3 separate regions of the Mus musculus genome follow, and regions 1 and 2 are each linked to region 3. The links are chromatin contacts, called in public Hi-C and HiChIP or PLAC-seq maps. All regions are on one chromosome and are shown on one strand. Each heading gives the region's core, a stretch centred on a gene start, on an enhancer-like site or on the middle of the called end of the contact. The rest is flanking DNA. Distances are from core to core; before and after follow the strand shown.

Region 1 (3,445 bases), core at 728-3,227, 430 kb before region 3:
TTTAAAAATATGTAAAACAGGTCATCTCTCCATAGAAATATTTGACATTTTAAAAATGCAACCATTAGCAAAGTTCAATCTTGGTTCTGCACTGTAATACATACACATTCAAATGTCAACTTGACATAAGTGGGCATGATTACATTAACTTCGATTCTTTCAGAAGGATTATTCATCTCCCAGTTACTTGCATTATGTCTGCCTTCAGGACTGCAAAGTGTCACTTCACGCGCCCACAAACCCACCCCTCAGCACTGTAAGGCTACACAGTAACTGTCAGTCAACACACTCGCAACCCTAACATTTAGAAACCAAAGGAAAAAGCCTCAATAAACAATAGCAGTTTTTGTTTCCAGTTCTCAACGCCCAGTGATCCAGGCTCAATAAACATGCTTAACTGGCTTAAAACAAACAATAGACAAACAAAAACCTAAAATGCAAAACTGTTAATTACTTGGTACCAAGAAACCTTGGAATATCTATATTTTAAAAAGGACGCTTTACGCCATAAACCTAGAATTGAAAAACATTTAAATAGCTCCGGTTGTCATAGCTGTTCGTTCAGCTAGACGTTTCGAAGGGCTCACAGCAAGACTTTTTCCAAAGAGGTGCGCCGCTGCCCCTGAAATGTATCAAGTGTGCACCTACGTCTGAACGATCTTGTCTGTCACTGAGCCAGACAGCCTCTTCCTACCCTAGGTATCCAGCTCGCCGCCCGTCCCCGGCCGTGTCCACACAGCCCTTGACGTTTTCCCGAAGCGTTTAAATCCAAGCCTTGAAAGCCTTCTAGCAATCGGGAAGGAATTTCCTCCGCTTCCACTGCATTTCCCTGCCTCCGGCGACTTAGGAAACACAACCGAACCAGTGACTCCCAGTGGTTTTAAAAAAAAGAAGAAGAAAAAAAGAAAGAAAAAGCTGCAAAACCACACCAAAAACCAGTGCTTCCTAAAAGAAAAGGGGGGAGGGGGGCAGAAGAGCCAACTTCTCCAAAGCCAAGTAGATTGGCTTTTCCAGAAGTGCCCCCCATTTCTCACCCCCGCCGGGCCCCAGAAACCTTCGCCCCGACGCCAGCGTCGTCTTCCGATTAAATAAGATTGGAAACCACACTACAATCCGAACGTCGGAACTTATCGTTCACTTACCATATCCGCCGGGACATGACTGGACATCTTGCCTTTTGAGAGTGGGCCAGAGGTTTACGCAGAAAACAAAACAAAAAGCAAGAGCAGAAGTGCTGGAACTACGGAAAAAATAAAAAAGAACCTTCACAATTCTGATCGGTTTGTGCTGAGCTTTTCCCAAAAATGAAAAAAAAAATAAAAATTAAAAAAAAAAGTAGAAGTTACGTGGGAGCACAAGAGCTTCTGGGGCGAGAGGCGCGAGGGGAGCCGATCGTCAGCAGCAGTAGCAGCTCCAGGACCCGCCGCGCCAGGTGGACAGAGCCGAGTGACACACGGACATGGAGCGGGGTGGGAGGGGGTTAAATGCGCCGTCCTCTTTCCCCGGCCCAGGCGGTGATTCACACGCGCTCGCGACTCAGGTCCTCATTAAAGCCCCGGCGACGAAGTGTACAGATAACTATGTGGCTACACATCGAGCGCCGAGCTGAAAGCGGCCGGGGCCGCCGAGAAGCTCAGCGCGCGCCGCGGGGCCGCACAGCCGGGCTGCGCGCAGCCGCGCTCAAGGGCATCGACCTCGCCAGCCGCCGAGCCGAGCCGAGCCGAACTGGGCCGAGCCGAACCGAGCGCAGCGCCGGGGGGGCTCAGGCCGCGGGCGCCTCAGCGCAGCCGCGCCGGTCGGGCCGCATCGCGTCTGGGCTCCGGCCGCCTCCGCCTCGCTGCCTGCCTTCCGCAGCGTCTTCCGGGGGCTCCTCCCTTAGCTTGGGAACAGCTCCCCCTCAGAGCCCTGACTCTCCGCCTCCTCCTCCACTTCTCAATCCCACACGCCCCGGCCGCCTCCTGTCATCGCCTCAGCCCAACATGGCGGCGGTGGCCCCTGCTGGTGCCCGAGAGCCGACTTGGGAATAGCGCCCCCCACCTCCCCCGCCCCCGTCTGCGCTTGTTCCGTTCGTCACAACGGAGCCCTCTCGGAGCATCATGGGAAATGTAGTTTGTGCAGGTGAGGGGAAGGGGCCTCCGGGGCGTCCTTGCCCGCATCGATGCCACGCCCCCGCATAGCAACAGTTGCTAGGAAAGGATAGCGCCCTTGTCTCGGTTCAGTTTAGAGGCTCTTGCTCTGGAGTCAGTCCCTACCTGTGTCCAGAAATGCCATGATCACGCGGATTGTTGGAGGAAAACAACTTGCACGGAGAAATTCCCTCGCGCACTGTGTAGACACAGTTAAAATAGGACACACCGTGGTGCAGAAGCATGTGTTTTAATCATTGCAAGTTCTCCACATCCTGCAATCTCAAACCATTTTATTGAGTGAGTTAATCTTTAGGTCTCCTCAACATGACAGTTTGAAGATCAGAAACAATCATTGATTTCCAATAAGGCCGTGGAAGTTCAACAGAAACAAGACTCTTGTGAAGCAGAGGCAATGTCTGAACACACGTTTCCTGAAGTCCTAGGGCCATAAAGCTGCAATCCGCTTAATTGAAATGACCAGAAACTATATAGTGGTAGTGGAGACTACATGTAGATTCACCACTTCCCAGCCTAGCCCCTGTTTGACCCGGTGACGTAATTGTATTGTGAATTTAAAACAGCATAATATAATGCCGATGCTAGAATATTTAGGTGAAAAAATAATGTCTACCACGGATCTAGGATCAGAATACAGAAACCACAAGTATTCAGTTGAGCCTTATTCATATCTCAGACCTTTCGGAAGGGCAGTCTCCACACGATACTATTACACCCACCTACAGTTGTGACCTCACCTAAAGGCAGCCTTGCCTACCTTCCAGGGCTAAAGTCTGGGTGCTGTTAAGGATGATTTCATGCATGGCACATACATCGTTTTGTAAATAACAGCACATCTTCTGACGTGAACGGTGGCTACTCATCCTCTTTCTCTCTCGACGCACAGGTGCACCACAGGCTCTGCGGCCACTGAGAGTTCAGACGTGAGCTATGCAGTCCCTGTTGTCTAGGAGCCTGCGTCATTCCCCAGAACCATCTCCCCAGTCACGTGTTCCCTCATCGGACGGGAACTCACGGGACACTTCAGAGGACCTACTTGTCTCTTGAGTGGCGGCCTGGCTGAAGGCATTCCATACACTCCTAGGAGCCTACATCACAGACCCAACTCCCTAAGAATCCAAACGTAGAGGAAAACAGAGGCCCAGGCTCACCCCAATGTGGCTTCCCTATTTCAGCATCTGTGGGTTCCATGGTTTTCTACTCTTAATGTAGTTTCTCTCCGTGTGTGTTTAATAAGCACAGAACCCTTCCCCACCATGAACCCTTCTGGAAATCCAAACAACTGAAGCTTTTCAGTC
Region 2 (3,699 bases), core at 1-2,500, 360 kb after region 3:
TCAACTAACTCATGTAGTCATTCAACAAACAGTACTGGCAAAAGGCCATGTCTGGATTTTGAGGCCGAATCTTTGGAATTCAGGAGTTGAAAGATTTTCTTCCTCTTTTTTTTTGCTCTTGAGTGCGTATTTATAGGTAGTGTAAGACTCTGGCGAGCCTTAGCTTACCAGGGACTCCCTGAGTGAACAACATGAAACCACCGGGAATCGATGCAAAAAGCAAGAGGAATTTATTTTTCCAAAGTGTTGGGGTCGTTCTACACCTGAAGGAGAAGTATCGACTGTGCACATCTTGTCCCCTTCTGAAGGGGTTCTCTTCCAGGAGGAGAGGGGGCAGGTGGAATTTTCCAAAGTTTCTGAGCTGACCTCTTCAGTACCACGTGCATGCCTGAAGCTCTCAGAGTTCAAAAGTGGCCTCTGGAACTGGTGTTATGGATGATTGAACGGCCATGTGGGTACCAGGAACTGAACCCTGGTCCTCTGCAAAGAGCACCCAGTGCTTTTAACTGCTAAGCCATCTCTCTCTAGCCCATTTAGGAAGTCTGCAGGAATTTAGGTCTATCTTAGTGTTTGAAGCAACAGCTTAATATTTGAAAAAACACAGGGAGTGGGGCAGGGATACATGAGTGTGGTGGTTTGAATAGGTTTGACCCCTATAGTCATGTGTTTGGACACTTGGCCATGGGGAGTGGCCCTATTAGGAGGTGTGGCCTTATTGGAAGAGGTGTGGCCTTGTTGGAGGAGGTACATCACTGTGTAGGCGGGCTTTGAGGTCTCCTTTACTCAGGCTCTGCCCAGTATGGGATCTGACCGCCTTTGGCTCAAGATGTAGAACTCTTAGCTCCAGAGAGAGAGAGAGAGAGAGAGAGAGAGAGAGAGAGAGAGAGAGAGAGAGAGAGAGAGAGAGAGAAGGCTGCCTACTGTAGCCAGGAAGGAAAGAAGAGAGGGTTGGGAGTGGCTGCAGCCTCAGTCTTCTGCTCTAGGACACACCTCCGGTGACCTCACTTCCTCCCACCAGACTCAGTAGATCAGCATCTCTCCACAGACAGACCCAAGCCTAGCAGCCATGCCTTTTACATAAGAGTTTTTGTGAGTCAATTAAGATCCAAACTGTCACACGGCTACTTAAACCTCCCGATGCACCAAATTTAAACGTGTGAATCTCTTCTCCCCAGCCAGCTACCTAAATCCTCCGAGGGAAATTAGAAGACACATCCTGCCTTTTGAAAATCAGGAAATGAGGGCTCTGTGTATCACACGCAAAATTCAAACTGTGTAGAAGACCTCACCACTCGGAGCCGCCCAAATGAGCGGCAACTCTTAGGAGAGGCGTTATAGAAAATGTCACCGCTTGGGAAGTCTGGCAGAAAATTTAGAAATTTTTTTCCTGGGGAGGTAACCTAAGGACACAGAGAAAAGGTCTCCAGAGCCTCTTTTGCTTTGTGTATGTTCTGTTCTGTTCTGGAAAGGACTTGAGGTAGCTTATTAAAGGGACGCACAACAGAAGTTGAAAGTACAGTAAAAAGGAAGGGCCTGTGTTTCACAGCAGGAGCCGGGAGGGGGTACCGGTAATGGAAGATCCACGTGTGGACTCAGACATGTCCTTCCAGTGGGCCACCAGCCCTGGGAGCTATCGGAACAAGGGAAACGGATGAGCAAGTGATATAAAGGGAGATCGGTTGCTCAGGAGAGCAGTATTTTTGGAGGCCAGGAAACAGGCCTCTCTCCTGCAGGCCCCCTCCACCATCTGTGTAACGTAGGAAAGCCACAATCCTAATAGCATCCTGCATCTGCTGCGGCCTCCCGTAGCTCTGAGATACAACCGTGGGCCCAGCTCAGTCTGTTCCCGAACACCCTGTATAAGGCACATGGTTCTATTTTTACTTTATTGTCTTATTTTATGCGTGTGGATGTTTGGCCTGCGGATGTGGTGTATGGTGTCTGCACCGCCTACGTGCAGTGTCCACAGAGGCCAGAAGAAGGCACTAGATCTCCTGGGACTGTAGTTACAGATGGTTTTGAGCTAACATGCCGGTGATGGGAATTGAACTTGGGTCCTATGGAGGAGGTGCAAACCTTTCAGAATCTGCTTTATGGACCAAGAAAAGAAGAGCTGTCTCTCTCCCTTTTTATTCTGTTCACATAACTCACATTTTGACAAGTGTGAGCCTCCATGTGAGACTGAGAAACGAAGCCACCACCGGAGGAGTTTGGCTGGCCATGTGCTGAGTAGCGGCATAGCGATGGCATCTCCTTTCTTCTTGTCGGTTCTGGGGGCAGCACACCCAGGACCAGGCGGGATACTCACTACCGCCGAGCATCGCCCTAGCCCTTCACACCACTCCTGCTTAAACCTCCAGCATCTCTGATCTACGTAAACTTGAGACCCATAGCAAGATCCACATATAGCCGGGAGGGCAGCAGGGTGGGTGGTTTATCTGTGTGCCAAAGTCCCTCTGTATCCGGCTGGCTCTTACTTTGCCAGGTGGTGCTGGGGAAATGTTCTCACGCTTGAGGATAAGCAAACCTGAAACATTTGGTGGGAGGCTGCGGCTTTCCCTGCCTTGAGGTCCTTAGGGAGCAGCTTGCTCATTAAAGGGTAAGGCTCCATCACACAGTGCTCCGGGGTTGGCAGGGCGGATGCGCCATCTAGTGGCCACTCCCAGAATACCCACATGCGGCTCTCTTGCCGCTCTAATGACCTGAGGGCATGTCCAGTACTGGAGCAAAAAGGTTAATTAGGGAGCTGGGGCATCTCTGTTCTCTGTGTCCAGCCCGACTAATCGTTCTGTGAGGATGGTTTTTAGGGTCTATGTGAATGAGGCACATTTAGGCAAGAAACTCAGGTAATTGGTAGGTTACAAACTGCCATGTGGTGTCCTCATGATCTCATAGTCCCTGCGTTGCCTCTTCTGGCCTCGATCCCCTTGATGCTGCTTTGCCTACAGTCCACTTCTGCTCTGCAGGCTCCTGTCATGATCTTTTCCCTATCAAGTAGAGGACCCGCTAACATGGATAAGGGCACCTTTTCTGAGCAGGGAGTGGGAGGACTGATCTGCGGAGGTGGGTGGTGGCTGCCCAGGCCTTGCTTTGGGCACAGGATTCCCATTTCGGGAAGTACACGATGCCCAGTAACAAGACATTGAGCTAGATGTGGTTCCTCAGTCTGAGGAAGTCTCAGGGTTCAATCTAGGAAGTACCCATAGTAGTTATCCAGTATAAGTAGCCAGATAGGACTCGGCTATCCTCAGAGGAGGGAGAGGCCTCAGGGCTCAGGATGTCTGCTCATCACAGGGACCTTTGATGGGTGGTGTGTGTGCTTCTGAGATCCTGGATTGGGTGGCTAGCTTCTCCTCTGTCCTCCAGGGAAGTTACTCAGCCACGTGCCTCTCCTGCCATCTTAGAGTCTCCCCAGGAGATCTCAATGTGACATAGTTAGCAGCGGGAACCAGCTAGCCAGCTGGGGACCAGCTATCAAGGTGTGGTAATGGGTGGGGGTGTCTTTCCATACATATCATATCACAAGAGTGCGGGCTTCATGGCTGCCCCATGAAGCCTTTCTGTCAGGTTAGACCCTCTGACTAGAGAGAGGCGAGGAGTATAGAGTCTCCGGGTATAGGTGTGAGGAGGTAGATGATGGATAGCAACAGAGATTTGAGAATTGGGGATAGGGGTCTCCATTAACCTCTACTTCAAATC
Region 3 (3,588 bases), core at 1,083-3,582:
CCCCTCCCTCAGCCTTCTCATTCCCCCAGTGGTCCGAGCAGCCACCCTCCACAGCATACACCATCCGGCATGCAGGCACACACCACTAGATGGACTTAATTTACCAACAACATGGCGGCAGCTCACCACCCCACTTGACTTTTGGCTTGACGGCTCCCACATCACTGGGTGTTCGAGTCCCCCATAGCCATAATTGTGAAGGAGCTGAGCTTTTGCTACACAGTCATAGTTGACCCTCCCTGCCCACTCCTTCCACATCTATGCATTCAAAAGCCACTAATTAAAAGCATGCACAGTAAAAATTACCTATGTAGGTTCATAGGTAACATACAAAAATGCCCAGAGTGTGTCCATTGTATTAAGACTGAAAAGTCATCTAGAGAGTAAATGTGGTAGTGCATACCTCTTATCCACAAACATAAAAGGCTAAGGCAAAGGGATTGTGAGTTCAAGGCCAACCTAGGATAGTAAGATTTTACTCCAAAAGGGAAAAAAAATCACATAGAGATGATTGGCGTATACAGGAAGCACACATAGGTTCTATACAAACACCATGAAGTCTTACAGAAAAGGTAGAGACCCCGTAGATTCTGATATCCATGGGGACCTGCAACGACTCTTCTGTGGAAGCCACAAAGCTCCAGGCACAACTGCAGTATCAGGCCACATTAAAGGGCCACCTGTGGCTCAGTGTAGCTAACCCAGCTGACACCGTGTTTCCGGCCTGGGCAACATCTGCTTTACACTCTGATATGCATGGGGTACTTCCTGACCAAGTGCCACCTACAAACCTGATCCGTCTCGGTTTGTCATCATGAGCAACAACACGAGTGTTAACCCAGGGGTGACCCGTAGAAGATGAATGACTTTGGGCACATGAGCAGACCAATAGAACCTGGCATACAGGACTGCTTATGGGCATCAATGGGTTAAGACAAAGTACTAGACAGCAGGATGTAGTGCCATATATATATATATACCTTTAATTCCAGGACTTGGGAGATAAAGGGATCTCCTTGAGTTTGAGGCCAGCCTGGTCCACATAGTGAATTCCAGTACAAGCAGAGCTGCATAGAGAGAACCTGTCTTGGCAAAAAGAAGAGGTGGAGGAGGAGGAGGAGGAGGAGGAGGAGGAGGAGGAGGAGCGGGAGAAGGAGAAGGAAGGAGAAGGAGGAGGAGGAGAAGAGAGAAAGGAAAAAAGGAAGGAAGGAAGGAAGGAAGGAAGGAAGGAAGGAAGGAAGGAAGGAGAAAGGTCGCAGGAGGGATGGGGCAAGATGGCACAGGGAAGGTCAGCAGAATTCCTCATCAGCACCTCACAAGCCCCTGACAAGAACCTGCTTAACAACAGGAAATAGAATCTGGCAGAGCAGGCAGCTCTAACTGTCTCTGTCTTACACGCCCTCCACCCCAAGGGCAGAGCTCAACCCAAATCCCCTCTCCTAGAAGCCAGGCTTCCCGAGGAACAGATGTTAGCAGAGCTCAGGAAATCCTCTTGTCATAAACCCCAGCCTTCCTGCAAGGCCACCCTCTTTGTGTCATCCAGGGGACTTTCAGACTGTAATCTGAGCGAGCCTCTGAATCCTAGCAGCCCCGTTGCCTGCTTTGTTCGTAGGAAATGGGTTTGAGTTAACTCAAAGATAGGAAGTGTCTCACACTTAAAAATAGCCCCTTCCATAATAATAAGCAAATACAAAATTCCACCAGTTAGGACCTGGCCCAGCTACTCTGTTAAGGGCAGTATTGCAGAGAGAGGCCTGGGGAAGCCTTAGTGTCGGCATGCACCTCTCTTGTGCTCTGAGTATATAACAGAGGTATTCTTGCAGAGAGGGTGGCTGCAGACAAGCAATGGCGCCATCAGCTAAAAAAGATCCCGTGGCAAGAAGCTTGTCAGTATGTGACAGTTTCCTGGGCCATGTGTTGTAACTGCCACGTTATGCCTCTATAGTTACAACCCTAGGAACCGTGGGAAACAACAGCTGCAACCCCTGGGGACGCCTCAAGAGGTAATCAATGCCCGGAAAAAAAAAAATACTTGGGCAGGAAAAGTTTTCCTTTATTTAGGTTCCATGGTGCCAAACAGCAGCGGGCTTAGGCAGGAATGTTACAGGCCGGTGCTTAGTGAGACTCTGGGACCTTTTAGCTCTAAAAGGTTATCAACTTACTGGGCTTGTCAAGCATAGACAGTCGGTTACAGGAGTCAACTTTCGGTTGTCATTGAAGTTCCTCTAAGCCTCTTGCTTTGCACCGAGCAAGCAAACAACCTCTAATCCCTCAGCTATGTAGTTCCAAGTACACCACAGAGCACTGAGCCACACACACGCCTTTGCCTCGTGTTCTGTGTGGTTGCAGGTTAACCAGGCCTTCAGTTCTCTGCAGTAATTCCTGCCCTCGTTGCACACCAAGCTCTGGACTGGCAGGTTCTGTTCTGACGTCCCTGTTTGGACATCGCTTATTCGTGAATGCCTGTTAGACCCGCCACACAGACAAGCCATCCGGGCTATTATTTTTAAAAGCGGGAGTGCATGGTTTTGTGTTTGGAGAGACTTCATGACACATTTGGGAATCCAGTATCAAAGTCTTTGCTTTCAGGAAGTGAGCATTGGAAGGTAGGCTGGCAGGGAAGATCACCATGCTGCAGCCCACAGCAGGCTGGCACGAACATCGCACCTGCTACCTGGAGCTTCTTTGAGACATCAGTCTTTGGTGTAAGATGCACAGGCTCGCAAGCCTAAACAAATGTGTGCTCTGCAGCCCAGTAATATAAAAGACACCCAAGTCGTCAGTCCCGATCTCCCCGAGCCCCCCTCTTCTTCCAATCCACTGATTTTCTAAAATGCATGGCTGTAGACTTTTAGTGCACTCGGGGTTCTTTATAATTAATTTCTACCTCAAAATTTAACATATATCTTATATAAATGATATCATTTATCATGTATATTATTCTGAGACTATGTGTAACCCAGGTTGGCTTTGAACTTGCTGCCCTCTTGTGTGCTAGGACTACAGGGATGGGCCTTTCCTTTCTCCTCTCCCTTCCCTTCTCCTCCCCCACCCCCATCTTTGCCTCTGTCTCTGTTTTTGTTTCTCAATTTCGCTCTGTCTCTCTATCACCTTTCCTTTCCTGTTCCCTCCCCTCCCCTCCCCTCTGTCTGTCTGTCTTCTGTCTGTCTGTCTCTCCTCTCCTCTCTCTCTGTGTGTGTGTGTGTGTGTGTGTGTGTGTCTATCTGTCTGTCTGTCTGTCTGTCTGTCTCTGTCCCTCTTTCTCTCACTGCTCCAGGGTCTCACTGTATAGCCCTCAACATCTCCAGCTGCTGGGACTGAAGTCTGTGATACCTTGCGTGGTAGAGATATTCTCCGTCAAATTCAGAAACTAGCTTCCTTTCAAGGTTACTCAAGTCAGAGAAAAGTTCTGCTGGAACGTTCTCATTTTCTATTTGTTTCTATAGATGCAGTAGTCATGGGGGCGACATACAGAGAGGTAAAGGAGCAATGACTGCTCAGAACTCTTTACTTTTATATATTTATTTTGGAGAGGGAGGGTGTTTCTGCTACAGCATGCATGTTGGGGGCTGAGGGGCAAGTTGCATG

What was found. A called contact is a pair of places that touch in the nucleus more often than the background predicts. HiChIP or PLAC-seq counts read pairs in DNA pulled down with a chosen protein or histone mark.
Region 1: a contact with region 3 is called in a Hi-C map of CD8 T cells, with 4 times the contacts expected there. The contact joins the promoter of Ubl3 here to the enhancer-like site in region 3. A contact is called at or near these places in 3 of 39 promoter capture datasets (the C10 cell line, cranial neural crest and liver), 1 of 484 Hi-C or Micro-C datasets (CD8 T cells) and 1 of 115 datasets of contacts at active chromatin or transcription factors (the SCID.adh cell line).
Region 2: a contact with region 3 is called in an H3K27ac HiChIP or PLAC-seq map of T-cell acute lymphoblastic leukemia, with 2.8 times the contacts expected there. The contact joins two enhancer-like sites. A contact is called at or near these places in 5 of 39 promoter capture datasets (the C10 cell line, cranial neural crest, frontonasal cranial neural crest and 2 more), 2 of 15 datasets of contacts at CTCF or cohesin (the NIH/3T3 cell line and large pre-B cells), 2 of 484 Hi-C or Micro-C datasets (bone marrow-derived macrophages and cortical neurons), 12 of 115 datasets of contacts at active chromatin or transcription factors (the NIH/3T3 cell line, the SCID.adh cell line, T-cell acute lymphoblastic leukemia and 9 more) and 2 of 9 other capture datasets (adipose tissue and liver).

Annotation. Positions count from the first base shown.
Region 1 is chr5:148,550,811-148,554,255 of GRCm38.p6, forward strand. Ubl3 (ubiquitin-like 3) reads right to left here and starts at 1,978. Exons shown (of 5, transcript NM_011908.2): 1 at 1,143-1,978. The coding sequence starts at 1,169.
Region 2 is chr5:149,333,416-149,337,114 of GRCm38.p6, forward strand. No RefSeq gene overlaps it. Among named protein-coding and RNA genes, the nearest start is that of Gm35620, 13 kb to the left of the region's middle. Within about 2 kb of position 1,251, at least 50 of the 459 cell types and tissues checked have an H3K27ac peak or open chromatin away from gene starts, as enhancers often do. A contact at or near this core is called in the SCID.adh cell line, T-cell acute lymphoblastic leukemia, double positive thymocytes and 1 more, where this site is marked.
Region 3 is chr5:148,976,344-148,979,931 of GRCm38.p6, forward strand. All of the region lies in intron 4 of Gm15411 (a long non-coding RNA gene), which reads right to left. Among named protein-coding and RNA genes, the nearest start is that of 5930430L01Rik, 17 kb to the right of the region's middle. Within about 2 kb of position 2,333, at least 138 of the 459 cell types and tissues checked have an H3K27ac peak or open chromatin away from gene starts, as enhancers often do. A contact at or near this core is called in CD8 T cells, the SCID.adh cell line, T-cell acute lymphoblastic leukemia and 3 more, where this site is marked.